2 separate regions of the Drosophila melanogaster genome follow, and region 2 is linked to region 1. The links are chromatin contacts, called in public Hi-C maps. All regions are on one chromosome and are shown on one strand. The core of a region is the stretch at or near the end of the contact, and the rest is flanking DNA. Distances in the headings are between cores, read along the strand shown. Region 1 overlaps shep (alan shepard). Region 2 holds the start of shep (alan shepard).

Region 1 (6,839 bases), core at 1,577-4,076:
ACGCGAGAAGAAGCAGAACAAACACACACAAAAATTCGCACAGTGGAGCAGAAATCAAGCTTGTGGCAAATATATTACTTCATTCATCATTCGACGGGCGCGTTTGGCTCTCTCACTTGTTTTGCCAATTTTGGTGATCACCATTTTAGCATATTTTTTCTCATTTAATAAGTTTGCAAAAAAACCTAGGTACAGTGAAATGGTTATAATTAATAAAGGTATTTACATTGATCCCTTTTTTTACATAACATTTATTAAGAAAGTAACAAAAAATACATCCAAACTTTATAAAATGCATCTTTAACAACACAAAACCATATATACATACATATGTACATATGTATGGCCCACTTTACTGATCATTCACTGTGCATATAAGTAGTTTTTAACAAGTGGTTTTCTTTTGCTTTTTGGCACCGTGAGAAAAAAATTCAGAACTGCGGCTGTCTGGCATCCACTGTCTTCTATTAGCCCGGACCCGAATTTTTCACCACCCCCAACTCAAAAGTCACCAGCTGATGAGCTGGTCATCAATTTCTGTCTCTCTCTCATTTTTTGGCGGCTTTTGGGCCGAATTTTGTTTGTTTGCTCGTAAAAATAAATCATCGACCGTGGAGGAAACACGAGCGATGAGTGAAAAACTATTAAATTGGCACCATCGCACCACGAAAAACATAAAAAAAATTATTATCATGACCACCTGTCTGCCTTGAATCACTCATTTTCCACAATTTATTATAGAGCTACAACTTTAGAGTGGTTCGAAAAGACAAATAAAAATGGTAAAAATGAGTGTCGAGTTGAAGGAATCCCCTTGTTCGCCTTAAACTTTTGGCTAACCCACTTTTTATAATAATGAAAAATTTAACATTGTTTTGAACTCACGAAGTTTTAGACAAAAACCTGTTTATAGATGGGATGTTCGTTCATACTGGAATTGCCCATAACTCACCGCAAATGAATCTTTGACTTTTTGAGAATGCTTCTACTGATTGATTGACAATTACTTAATTGATAAATTGGAAAAGAATACAGGGGAGGAATTCCCATGGAGGTAATTGCATTTGACCGGATCTGTTGTGTTCTAGGAAAGCTGTAAATGTCATATGCTTACATATTTACATATGAATAAAATTAATGAAAGATTTCTAAGTTTGGTTTTAAATTCAATACAATAGTTTCCAAATTTCATAAAGCATTACCCAATTCACCTCCATCCATGAATCATCAATGTAATATTTCTTCTTTTCATTCAAATTTATGATCTGAACGTCTAACAAAGCATCAAATCAGGCAAAAAGTATTCGATAAAGATATGCAAAAGACGACAATGAGACAAAAGAAACGAGTTACAGAAAGCAATTTCAATGGAGAATAGCAATTTTATGGCTTACATTTTATTCGCGTTAAGAAGGGGGAGTGCGAATATCAGCTGATAAAAAGCAAAATGCGTTGGCAAAAAAGAAAATCGTGTATGTGGGTTAAGAAGAATGGATGAGAGGCTGAGGGATTCATGGAAGATGAGGGAACAACCGTGATAATAGCAAAACAAACGAAACAGAGAGAGAAACAATATTATAGAGCGAGAGGGCGATAGCCGTGGGGAATTTTCAATTGAAAACGAACGCGTATAAATGCGCCCATATGGAAAAGGCACCCACACACTCATCCGTGTGTGTGTGTGTGTTGAGGAAAATTGCGACTTTGCCTGCCTTTTTATCGGCTTGCGGCATCTCCCCTCCTACTCTTCCGCCCCTCCTGCATTTTCATGCTGGTTGCTCAAAGTCTCGCAGTCGACGTCAACGTCAACGTACATAGAAGCAGCGGGGTGTGAATGCGGCAAAAAAATACACTCATATGGGATAGGTACGCACAGCTGCGGGCACATTAGTAGAATATCAGATTACATGACACGAGTGTCAAACATAGGAGGCAATCAACGTGAATTATGCAAGGAATGTAACTTATGAAAAACCATTATTATTCGAGTTACAGCTGTTAATATCAAATACATTTTCAGTAATACTCTTTGTTTAGAGTACTAATGTGATGACCGCAATTGTTAATATTAAATACATTATCAACGGCGTCGCGATTACAGTAATAGCAGCGACGCCGGCAGAAGCATCCTCCCTCTATATCTATCTCCCTCTAGCCAGTGACGCAGGCAGCATCTTCTGTGCTGCTGCTTCTTCTTCTTCTTCTAGTTCTAATAGCATTTACTGTTTGTTCAACTGTTATGCGAGTTGGACTCCAAGTTATATTTTTTCTGCCTTTTTTTGTTGTTATTGGACTGTTGCTCTCGTGCGTTTCTAGTTTTCCATGGGTCCAACTTTTACTGCCATCCTTTACCTCCCATTCTCCGCTTCCCATCACCGATTCCCCTTGCCATTTACATTGACATTGCTATTCTCTTATTTTATCGCATCATGTTTGATTATACACTGTAATAAATTAATGGTTCAAGCAAAATTATTATATGTGCGTATACATTTTCAGAACAAAACGTTAGTTGTGTGATTTCTAAGCAATTGTTAATTTATTTATACTCTTTTAGCCAATGAATCTATTCTTCTCAGTGTATTTCTATAGGGTGCATTTACTTCTTCTGGCTCGTTTCATTCCATTTTCATTAACATTCGTTTGCAGGTCGTCAAGAAATTAAATGCTCATTATTTGGCCTTTTTCCCAACCATTCTTATTGTTTCCTCCTCGCATTTATGGTTTATTCATCATGCACGTTCGTTTTTCTTATCAGTCCAACTACTTTTGGGCTCTCTCTTACTGACTCCCTTTCCTCTTTCACTATCTTCTCGCCATCGACGTAGACATCTGCGCTGGCATCGACGTTGGCCACGGCAGAGACGTCAGCAGCATCAACGAGCCACCACTTTGCGGCACTTTTGTCGCTGACTGACCGATTGACGATTGACCATCCAAAACGGACTAAACACTAAGCCCCAAACAGTCCACACCCACTCAAATCACCACCCCTCGTTCCACAGAAAACACAACACGCACTAAAACACGCAAATAGCGGTGGTAAAAATAATGGTACATTCATATAAATACATATGTATGTATGTAACAACTATAAACAAGTTACAATTACTGGCCATAATATAGCTAAATTAGTCGCCTTTTGGCATGTGAAAACAATATGTTGATTAAAAAGGATCGCCAATGCAAATGCCTCTTTGAGTATGTTTCAAGATAAATACCCGCACCACGAATAATGGAATTAGTGATATATGGGTATATCACATAAACATATGGTGAAATATGTATATGAACTATTACCGATATCTTAGCATATATTGGGTTCTTTTGATATGCATAGGGGAACATTATGACAGCAGATAATGTTTTCAGTGGAACTGATCTCAAAGCGATTAGTATTTATCCTAGCTTGAGAAAATATTTTTACTTTTTTAATTTAGTTTTAGTGGCTAGCACTATTAACGTGACCTCCGCTGTGTTGGGCAAACATTTTTATTGCATGTCGCCTATCAATCGCTGGCAATTGTTGTTGTCAACGTCGCAGCAGCAGCGCAAAAATAATCGCAGCAGGAAATAAATAGAAATGTGTATCGAAATAAATAAGTAAACATGTGCGAAAAAAAATTGGAGTTCGGAATGGGGCATCAAGGATGGGAAAAGAGAGACTGTGTGTAGGCTGGTGGAAGTGCACGATAAAAGCTTTAACGTTAATGACCAAGCTCGTATTTGCGAAGCCATATTTATCAGCACACACTCTTCTTTTTCCCCATCAATTGGGGATTCTCTACATTCACTGTGGGGCAGATGGAACAAATATGAATCAAATATTCTTTGATATTGTAAGTAAAACATGTGCCGGAAATTCCACATAATTTATAATTTATTATACATTAAAGGTCGTTAATACAATTGGCTCGTTTTCCAAATAAGCAAATTCTGAATTTCGAACAATTTTTTGATCAATTTATTTTTGAATCAATTCGTATGGGTTTTGGAAAATGTTTTTCAACCGGGGGTCCTATTTCAAAAAGGGAGAGATTTTTCACGCCTCAAAAACTTAGTCACTTTTGATTAAAAGACGTCATTGTTATTACCAATCGTCAAAAAATAAACATTTTCTTTTGTGCCAAGGAAAATCGGTTAATTTCAAGTTACTAAGTAAATATGTATGAGCAACAGGTAAGTTTTTGGTGGGCGTCTCTTATCGATTATGGATTTCTGTTTGTGTTCGGTTTATTTTTAGGAAATATGTGATAAGAGCGAACTTTAGATAAACATGCCGAGGGTAAACAGATTTACCGCCATTAATGGGAAATTACGGAGCAAATTGTAGGCGTTGACAATGAGAAGATAAAATACGAAAAAGGGGTTGGCGGAATCATGAAATAAAGTTGATTTTAGCCTTGACTTCAGTTCAGCTGACTTTGTGAACTTTGAATTTGCCAGGACAATCCTGCGGTAATACTTGGCCATTAAGCAGGCAATCCGAAGGGCTTTTCCAGCTGGCTTTTCACAAAAGCCCCTGCCCTTCTACACCAACCCCTCACATCTCTCACAAAAGCACTAAGCCACCTTAAGACGGAGCCGAGCAGGAATGTATCCATCATAATCTCATTATCCCGACTCTAGGCGAACATTTTCCAGCGCAAAAAAATGGAAAGAAACTCTTGGCAAGTCACGGCAAAATATGCAAAGCAGAAAATTCGGCATAGCTGAAATGAGAACATTGGCGTACTCCTCAGTTTTAAAGCAAGCCATCCATCCACAAATTCCATTTCATAATCCCTCTTAGAATCTCCTTGGTACCACGCCCACAAATGTCAGAGGGGGCTGGTGCGTGGGTAAGTGTGTGTGTGTGTCAGTGATGTTCAAGTGCAAAATGTGAATAAAATACCTGAATTGCTAAGAAATAAGCGGAATTGCATTAAGTGCATCCGCTGCAGTGGGGTAAACCCCCCACAAAAAGGGGGCTAAAAGCCACTGAAATGTGAGGAAATCCGAGGATTTAAGCTGCTTGGTGTGGCCAGCAATTTCAAGGATATGCAGGAGATGGAAATTAGTTTAGTTATGCAGCGATGGCAGAGGATTTGCACTGCAAGGTTAGAATAACGAACAAGAAAGCAGTGCTTAGTCTTTTCTAGAAATCAATGAATTTGAGAAACACGTATAAAAACAGCTGTCTAAAATAATATTATTTTTAGACCTTTAAGTGCACTTTGCTCCGACTTTTGACTAAATTCACCACGTTTACGAGGTCATTGTTTCTCGCAGCTCCTCGTGTGCTTGTGACATCCTGTTGGATGCGTGTGTGTGTGTGTGTGTGCGTTTTGTGTCTCTGTATGCGTGTTGTCCATTTTAATGACAAACATAACCATGAAAACATGAGCATTAATGGACAGCCATCCATAATGGACATTAACTGCTGGGCGGAGTGTCGGTGGGGGCCAACAATTGGTTGACATTTGAAGTCATGTCTCGGACTAAATTAGACAGTCGATCCCCGAAAACCCCACACTTACTGCACAACCCCCCCCCCCCCCCTCTCCACAATAGATTGTATGTAATCGGTAATATATAATATCAATGTATGAGCGCAATTGGTCAACTGAGCCGAGGATTTGTCCGAGTCTCGAGCTGTGGGCATGCATAAAATTGATATCTTAATGGCTGGAATGGGTGTTCCAACCAAAGCATTCAATGGTCAGGTTAATTTGGTGCGTGCCCAACCCACCGTTAAGGGAGTTATCTTTTGGGGGAATGGGTCGCCAACTGCACATGAATCCTAATGGAGTGAGAGCAGTTGGTGGACGGAAGTCAACACAATGGGCTACAGAATATTGGAACATAGCGCTTATCCTCAAAATGGCACTTATAATGCATGAATCGATGAGATTTCATTAAAAGTACTTGGTATTACTTTACTTCTATATACTGTTAATCCCTAAAATCCATTTCTAATGAATATGTTCAATGGAAATGTTGCTATCACTCCACACACGATATTAAAATCCGCTCCAACTAATTCAATCAAGAAACGCTTTTATCTACTCAAACGACACCCAGGAAAATGTAAAAAAAAAAAATCCCTAGAAACGCCATTAAATCGAGCTCACATCGACTTCAAAGCTCATTAAAACGATTCTCCAGCGGACAGAAAGGGAGAGAACAAGCGGAAAAGCGGAAAAGTGGGGAGCCAACTGCCCCCAAAAGAATCATAAATCATTGCTGAAATTTTCATAAATTTAATGAACATTAAGTGCGCCCCAAGGCTTGAGGGTGTGTGTGGAACGCAGGGGACGCGGCGGCAATCGTTACATGACTTCCACTGGACACCAGGACTACCAGGACGGCGAAGGAGGAAACGAGAGGCAAGAAAGGACCCGAAATGGCAGACATCAGTCAAGCGTAATTCAATGTAAAGCGATATACCGATTTCCACACCCACTTCTCACATGCGATTTTTACAGTGCAGGAAAACATCTTGTTATTAATGCTTAAAACCTACGATTTGGATGCCTATGGAAAAGTAATTCGAATTTTTCTTTTAAATAATTATTGCTTGTTTTCTATACTTTAAACCACTATAAATGCTCCAAATGACTATGACTTTTTTCTGTGTGTAGTGGGGCCACCGCTGTGCCAGTGTGTGTAACTTGAGGCGAGGTGTGGGTGTCCGTTGGTCAGGGGGTGGTGAAAAGCGCGGCGAGCAGGTCTGCCATGGAGCCCAGTTTCGGTTGACAGCAAATCTGAATTTGATCACTGGGCAAACATTAAAAGCGCAACACAAGCAGCAGGAGGGCTGAGGAGGGTAAAAGTGATTTATGAACATCCGTTGGGTG
Region 2 (6,839 bases), core at 2,009-4,508, 90 kb after region 1:
TATTTTCATGTGGTCCGCCAGCGTGTTGTTGTTGCTGCCGTAAGTTGAAAGCTGTTTAAATGAAAGAACGTTCCCGTGAAAAAAAGCCAAAGCAACGCCTGTTGGCCATTAGAGGATGCCAAATAGATGTTGCCTACAAAGCGAGCACACCTGGAGGGATTGCAAGGAGTCTGGTGAGGGGATTGGATTGGGCTACCTAAAAACGCAGCAAACGAGCAACATCAGCCCCAGATTCGTACCACACACCGCCCCCATCTCTTAGTATTATGCCGCAGAAGCTTTGAATAGTTTATTATATGGCAAACATATATACAACATATACACCAAGAGAAATTGGAAAAACCGGTGTAGTAAATATACTATATCGTAGATATTATGGTTTATTAATTAGATTTGTTTTTTATTTTAACTTTTTATTGATAGATAAGATCGTATATAAAGATCCCTTAACAAATTTTACCATATCGTTTGCTGTGCATTCGTATAACACGCAGGTAAACCGGATTTCGTCAGTTGAGGAAGGACGAAGGGTACTACTTACAAATGTTGCCTTTGTGCGATTTCCATTTCATGCTTTACATTTTTTTTTCCATTTTTTTCATTTTTTTTTTGTGCGTTGCTGATGCTTAGAAAGCAAATGCATAAATTATGATGGAAATTACACAATGCACAAAACATTACACCCCCTTAAAACGTGTAATACCATTGAAATTAGCAAAAAGGAAATCCAGCTAAAATGCTCCTTTCTTTGCTGGCCAGTAATGATTTTTCAGGTATAAGGATAATGTGGCACTATTGGCCCGATTCTCTCATCGAGAGATTAGACTGCCTGCACTGCAACTGTCAGGAAATTGATGGGGAAAATGGTTAGAAGAAATCCATATCATTGCCAGGCCGTGGCAGCCGCATCAGCGAGAGCAATTTTCCACTCAAATGCGTACTCGGTTCCCTCTGGTTTCTCGATTCCCACAGTTTTTCCCCCGTGATTTTTCACCCATTTTCGTCCCGCATTTCCCGGATTTAAAGGACGCTGCGTATGACACATGTCGATTGCAGTGGCGCCCCCTATCGGCCGCAAGGCAAAAATGGCGCCTTCTATGTGGAAAGAAGCATCAGAATCAAAAATCATCAGCCTGAGTCCGATTTGAATGAGCGATTGAGTGAGTGACTGTGTGACTGACTGAATGACTGACTGGCGAGAGTGCGACCGAGTGAGCCGTTTGATTGCTTGATTGATGCACGAAGCTATTGATTGATTGATGCCTTTGTTGATCTCTGATTGCTTAAATGTTTGCCCAACACTTTTTTTTTAACAGGCTATTTCGAATTGCTTTCGAGTTTCGAAGGGGTAATGGTGACTTTCTACGTTTTAAGACTTAAATCATTTTCGTAAAACTGTACACTTCAGTTAAATAATAGATATTCTAATATTGTCTGTATTATAAAGATGCAATATGTATTTGACTTACGTTTGAATAGTTCTGGGATCTCGGAATCTGCGGCGGCAATTGCTGGGCATTCGATGGCCCCCTCATGCTAACGCCTCCACCTCCCCCGCCGCCCTGCTGCTGGTGTGGCGGTCCGCCCATCTGTTGCTGTTGCTGAGGGGGCGGGGCTGGGCTGTATCGTGGGTGCATTTTTTCTAGTTTCTTAATAGCACTCTTAAATTGACTTGTGACTGCGAAAAGGGGAGTAAATGAGATAATGCAGATTAGAAAGAATGAGTCATAATTGTAAATATTCTATAATCTTAAGACGTTGCAGATATAAACATTTGCATTAATTGGAGATACAGTCTTAACTAGACCCCATTTTTTATACAGATCAACTGCTCAACCTAAATTAATTATGACAGTTTGTTTGTAATTAATTAAATCATTATTATTATTAAATAATAAAACAAAGATTATATATTTTAATGTATAAAATGAGGTCAGTATTTTTTCTGCTAATTAAACTTTTCGTCTATTTTTCTACCACTTTTTTACAGCCCAACCCGTTTGCTCTGACTGCCGCACGGCAACACTGTTCTCTGCACTCTTCTTTCTCTCTCCCACTCTCTATTTTTATTGCTTCTTTTTAGCATTCTGTGCCATATTCAGCTTATTTTGCCGTGCTTATAATTTGTTATTAATATTTCACTAGCAACTTTGTTGATTATTATTAGCACCACCCGTCTTAAATTGTTTTTTTTACTTGCAACGGAGCATTCAGCGAGTTATTTTAGCACTGTTTCTGTCTCTTTCCCGCGCGGCAGTTGCAACATTTGCATTTTGGCATTAAAAATAGCACACAGCACAGGCCAGCCAATTTTTTTTGGTTTGCAAATTTATTTATATGCCGCCAGACAGCCACAAACACACAGGAACACACAATAATTTATTGATATGCGGAGGAAATTATTCAATTGTTTTTACGCTATTGCTTTTTATCAATTGCACTTGTTGTTGTTGCTATTTTTTGTTATTGCTTATTTAAGGACAATGACAGCAAAATAGAGAAGGAGAGCGCAGTGCACAAGAGAAAGAGAGTAGAGAGAGAGAGAACAAAGAGCGGGTGGAAAGAGCACCGGCAAACAACAAGTGAGCAAAGCAAAAGGTGAAAAATAAATTTGCACTGCGATAAGATTTAAATAATTATTGCTCTCTCTCTCTTTCTCTCATTTGACTTTTTCGTTTTTCCCAGTTGTATTATTGTTTTTCGTCTGCTGTGCTGTGCCGTTCTTATTTTTGTATTTTTATGCCATTGCTTTATGTATTTTTTATCGAGTGCATTGCTCTAAAACAACAACATTCGCTTTCAATTAGCTGAGAGCCGCAAATTTGTTGCTTTTGCCATTGTTACGTCTGCTTTGCGGGGCTTCCAAAGGTAGTTTTTCCTCTTGTTCGATTTGCTTTTGGATTTTAGCTTTGCCTAAATGTTGCTTACTTATTGAAATTTCGTTTTATTGCTGGTTTGTCAGCTGCTGATGGCTCTTCTTCTTGCTTCTTGTTGCACGTTCTGTTTTTTTTTTGCACACAAACACACGCACTCACAGTCGCACAAACACAACACACACACACAATCTCACGCCCACGCACACTATTTGCACTTGAAAGTAATTCGACTCGTTTTCGTTTCGATTTTTCGCCCTTTTATTTTGCTGTCTTCGTTATTTGTTTGTTGTTCCGTCACGCGTTTTAATTTATATATTTATGCAAAATATTACAACGACAAAATATAAGTTTGCGCAGCCGAAAAAAACGAAGAAAGCGCAACGCGACAGCAATCGGCAATGGTATGAGCTTCTTCTTCTTCCTTTTCTGCCGGCAATGCTCTCTTCGCTCTCTCGCTTAATTTACAGCAATCTACAGTAGCGGAAAATAGTCTAGGTGCGACTCATAATATTAAATATTTTCTTTTACTCTATGTAGTTTAAACATTGTGTAAAAAAGAATTTTCAGCGGCGAGTAGCATAATAATAAAGGTCTTAATAAAATAGCACAAGAACTTTAACTTCGGGTTGGATATGTGGCCGTGTAGCAAATATATTCTGTGTACATACTCCTTTTTCCGCTACTGTATATATTTCTTCTCTTCAAATTGTACTCTCTTAGAAAATTTCTCTTCTTATTGCCTCTTATTAGCTTGCGCTTTGCTGTTTAACGAAACTCTTTCGGGTTTCTACTGTATTATTTATAACAATTTTATTAATTTCATGCATTATATTTTTTTTATTTTCTGGAATAAAATTCAAGATTATTAATTAAAAAATCGAAATAACATTGTAAATATTCGAAAATATGCATTGCATACAAAGTTTTCGTCATTACATTTCGTCACTAATCAAAAATAAAGATCCGATTTAACCAATTAAAATCACCATTTTAAAAGCCTATTTTCAGTGCTAAGTTTATATAACTTTCCTTTTTCAAATTTGATACACATGGTTGTCAGTTTTCCCAATCCCATTATATCAGTTCATTACGCAAATGGCGCAAAATAAAAAAAAAAATAAAATAAAAACGTGTGCACCAAAAACTGTAAAGCCAGCAACAGCATCTAGTGTGTTATTTTGAAATATTTAAATAAAATTAATATTCTCAACAAGTGCGTCGCATAAAAGGGCGACACACACCACACGTCCTTCCGCCCGCTTTTCACCAACCACCACCCACCGCCCCATAGCTTTTGGCACATAACAAAGGACTAAGGGACTAAACAAATGATGCATGATGACGACAACGAAAAATAAGCAGATAGGGGGTTAAAACTGAAAAAATCGAAATGAGAGCGACTCCCACGCATTGTAAAGCACTGCCACGCCCACTGCCCACATAAAACCCAACCACTCAGACAGCAGCGGGCGAAAAAATATAAACATTTAAACTTTTACGGCGACTTTGATTTTAAATATATATATATATTTTATTTTTATCCAGCTTGATACATTTCAATAGATAACAACTTTTTTTTACAATTAAGCTTTTATATCTAATTACTTGACTCGCGACTGTAACATCTCCAAGTATAAATACATATATGAAGACAGCCTGTACTGCCACTCCCACCGCCCCATAAGCCTACAAACAATAAATTTGCAATAGCAACGACAAAATTTGAAGAATGGGCCAGGACCAACAAACAAGAAGCAGCATCAGGAGCAGACAGAAAGGACAATACTCGAAATGAAATTGGATGGAACAAAAAAAAAATGTTAATACAACAAAACATGCAAGGAATTTAAATTTATCTTAAATATGCAAATTTACTGACACTATCGAGATATGCAAATTTTCCAAAGCAGCAGCGGCAGAAAAACAATATACAACAAAAATGAAGCAAGAAATCAACGAATTTTAAAACAGTGAAAACTGGTAAAGAAAGTTAAATAAATATGTATACCTAATAATTTGGACATCCAAAATTTTGAAAAAAAATTGTACTTTATTATATTATTGTTTGTCCCTGCAATAATTAACTACAACCTTTAAATGAAATCTTTCTAGACAACAATAGAGAAACTACTGTATCTGAAAAATGGGCCAAGAAATCAAAAAACGCCAATAAATCGAAAGATGGGGCAGATAGTAAAAAAAAAGAAGACAGTATCTCACGCACAGTGGGCTGAAACACTTTCGTCTAAAACGCATGAAAAATAACATATTGGTAGAACGGGAAAATGGCATGCAAGATGGATGGGCTTGGGGGGTGGAAAGTTGCCAGCGGATCGGTGGAGGGGGGGAGGGGGCGTGGCAACAGCCTCTCTGCGGCCAAAATGACGACGCGTTGGTATTTTCATTAAGTTTGGCACCATTTTCCTTTTGTTGCCCACTCCAAAACCCATTTTTTCCTACACTGCCTGCCTGCCTTTCATACATAGTTTTTCAGCTTGCGTTGGTAGGAAAATTATTGATATTTTTTAGGATGTGGCTTAAAAAATATTTTTGTTTAGTAAATTTAAATGTCAGAAAATTAATAAGTTAACTTACCCGTCTTTCAGTTTTATTGTTTTTTATTTTATGAAGTAAGAACATTAATTTATTTGGGCTATTTGCAAAACAAAAAAACACATACTTTATATATGATCCACATTGATACAATGTAGACACATTTTTGCTCAGTGTAGAGTTTCTTGGCCACCGCTTGAAGCGAAAAAATTCTTGTCGCGCAACAGCAGCAAAAAGGAGAAGTAAGGGCTTTCGGGGGAAGCGAGCCATAGGGGAGGGGGGCGGGGGCAACGCTGCTACGTGACCGTAAGCAATTTGCAGTGTGGGCGAAAAGGCCGGAAAAGCGGCGAGTGAGGGGGTGGCAAAGCAAGTGGAGGCGATGGGGTGCAGTGGGCACTCCTCGCTGCGTAATCGCATCAAGAAAGTGAAATGTCAGCTGTTTCCATCATCTTGGCGCTGCGCCTCTGTCGGCATGTGACTGCCAGGAATTCAAGCTAGTTAAAAAATAAAAAAAAAAACGATAGAATCATGGAATCTAAGGGTCTACAGGCCAGGAACTACAACCACTAGTTTCCCAATGGAATGCATTGTATAGGTCACTGCGTAAGGACCAAAAAAAAACAGAAAAAAACAATAGGGAAAACTACAGAACCAGAGCAAGTGAAGTGTACGAAACGCTTTTGTTGGCGCGTGATCTAAGGATAATTTATGACTCGCCCAAGGAGAGAAATGTGCGCAGGCAGAGGCAGAGGTTGTCACAGGACACGACTGACTTTCAGATAAGGAGTGCTCAAGGCGAGCTCGAGAATTTAAATTCAATCAAACTGCAGTCGGTAATTGCTCGGCCATGAATGGCTAGCATCTCAGTTCAAGGTTTTCCTACGCAGGAGGTGGGGAAAAAAACGAGGATATCATATAAAATATGATTTATCACTTATACAACTTGTTATTCACTTTAAAAATCCACGACAAACTGGTATTATTACACACATAATTATACAAGAAAACAATCCCCATCCTTATTTCCAAATTAAATGCCACCATCGATGTTCTTCGCTTTGGTTGTCGATACCACATTAATATGTTCACAAATACACATCAAAGAACATCCCCATATTTGCAATATATTACGTTCATAATCCATTTTCGACCGAGCAGACATTGAATGTCATTGGTGAAATTAATTTATATAAAATGACATAGATTTAATATGCGAATGAAGGAAGAATATTGATGTTGGCTGGCCCATTTCCCTTCCTCCTGCTCAACCATTTCCGCGTAATTACCTCGACGGGTGTGTGTGTGTGTGTGTGTGTGTGTGGGGAGAATCCTAGGGAAAAGGCGGAAAAGCGGGAAAGCCATGGTGGAGCAAAGCCAAAATGGCGGCGTCGCCGGCATCATCATTATCGC

Evidence for each region. Hi-C and Micro-C count contacts between places; a contact is called where the count stands out from the background.
Region 2: a Hi-C map of the Kc167 cell line shows a contact between it and region 1, with 2.3 times the contacts expected there. A contact is called at or near these places in 39 of 107 Hi-C or Micro-C datasets (the Clone 8 cell line, the D17-c3 cell line, the Kc167 cell line and 20 more) and 4 of 7 datasets of targeted methods (the Kc167 cell line and the S2 cell line).

The regions. Positions count from the first base shown.
Region 1 is chr3L:5,185,210-5,192,048 of dm6, forward strand. All of the region lies in intron 4 of shep (alan shepard), which reads right to left. Among named protein-coding and RNA genes, the nearest start is that of Srp54k, 36 kb to the left of the region's middle.
Region 2 is chr3L:5,274,686-5,281,524 of dm6, forward strand. It overlaps shep (alan shepard), which reads right to left and starts at 3,259. Exons shown (of 12, transcript NM_001259707.1): 1 at 2,929-3,259; 2 at 1,470-1,678. The coding sequence starts at 1,637.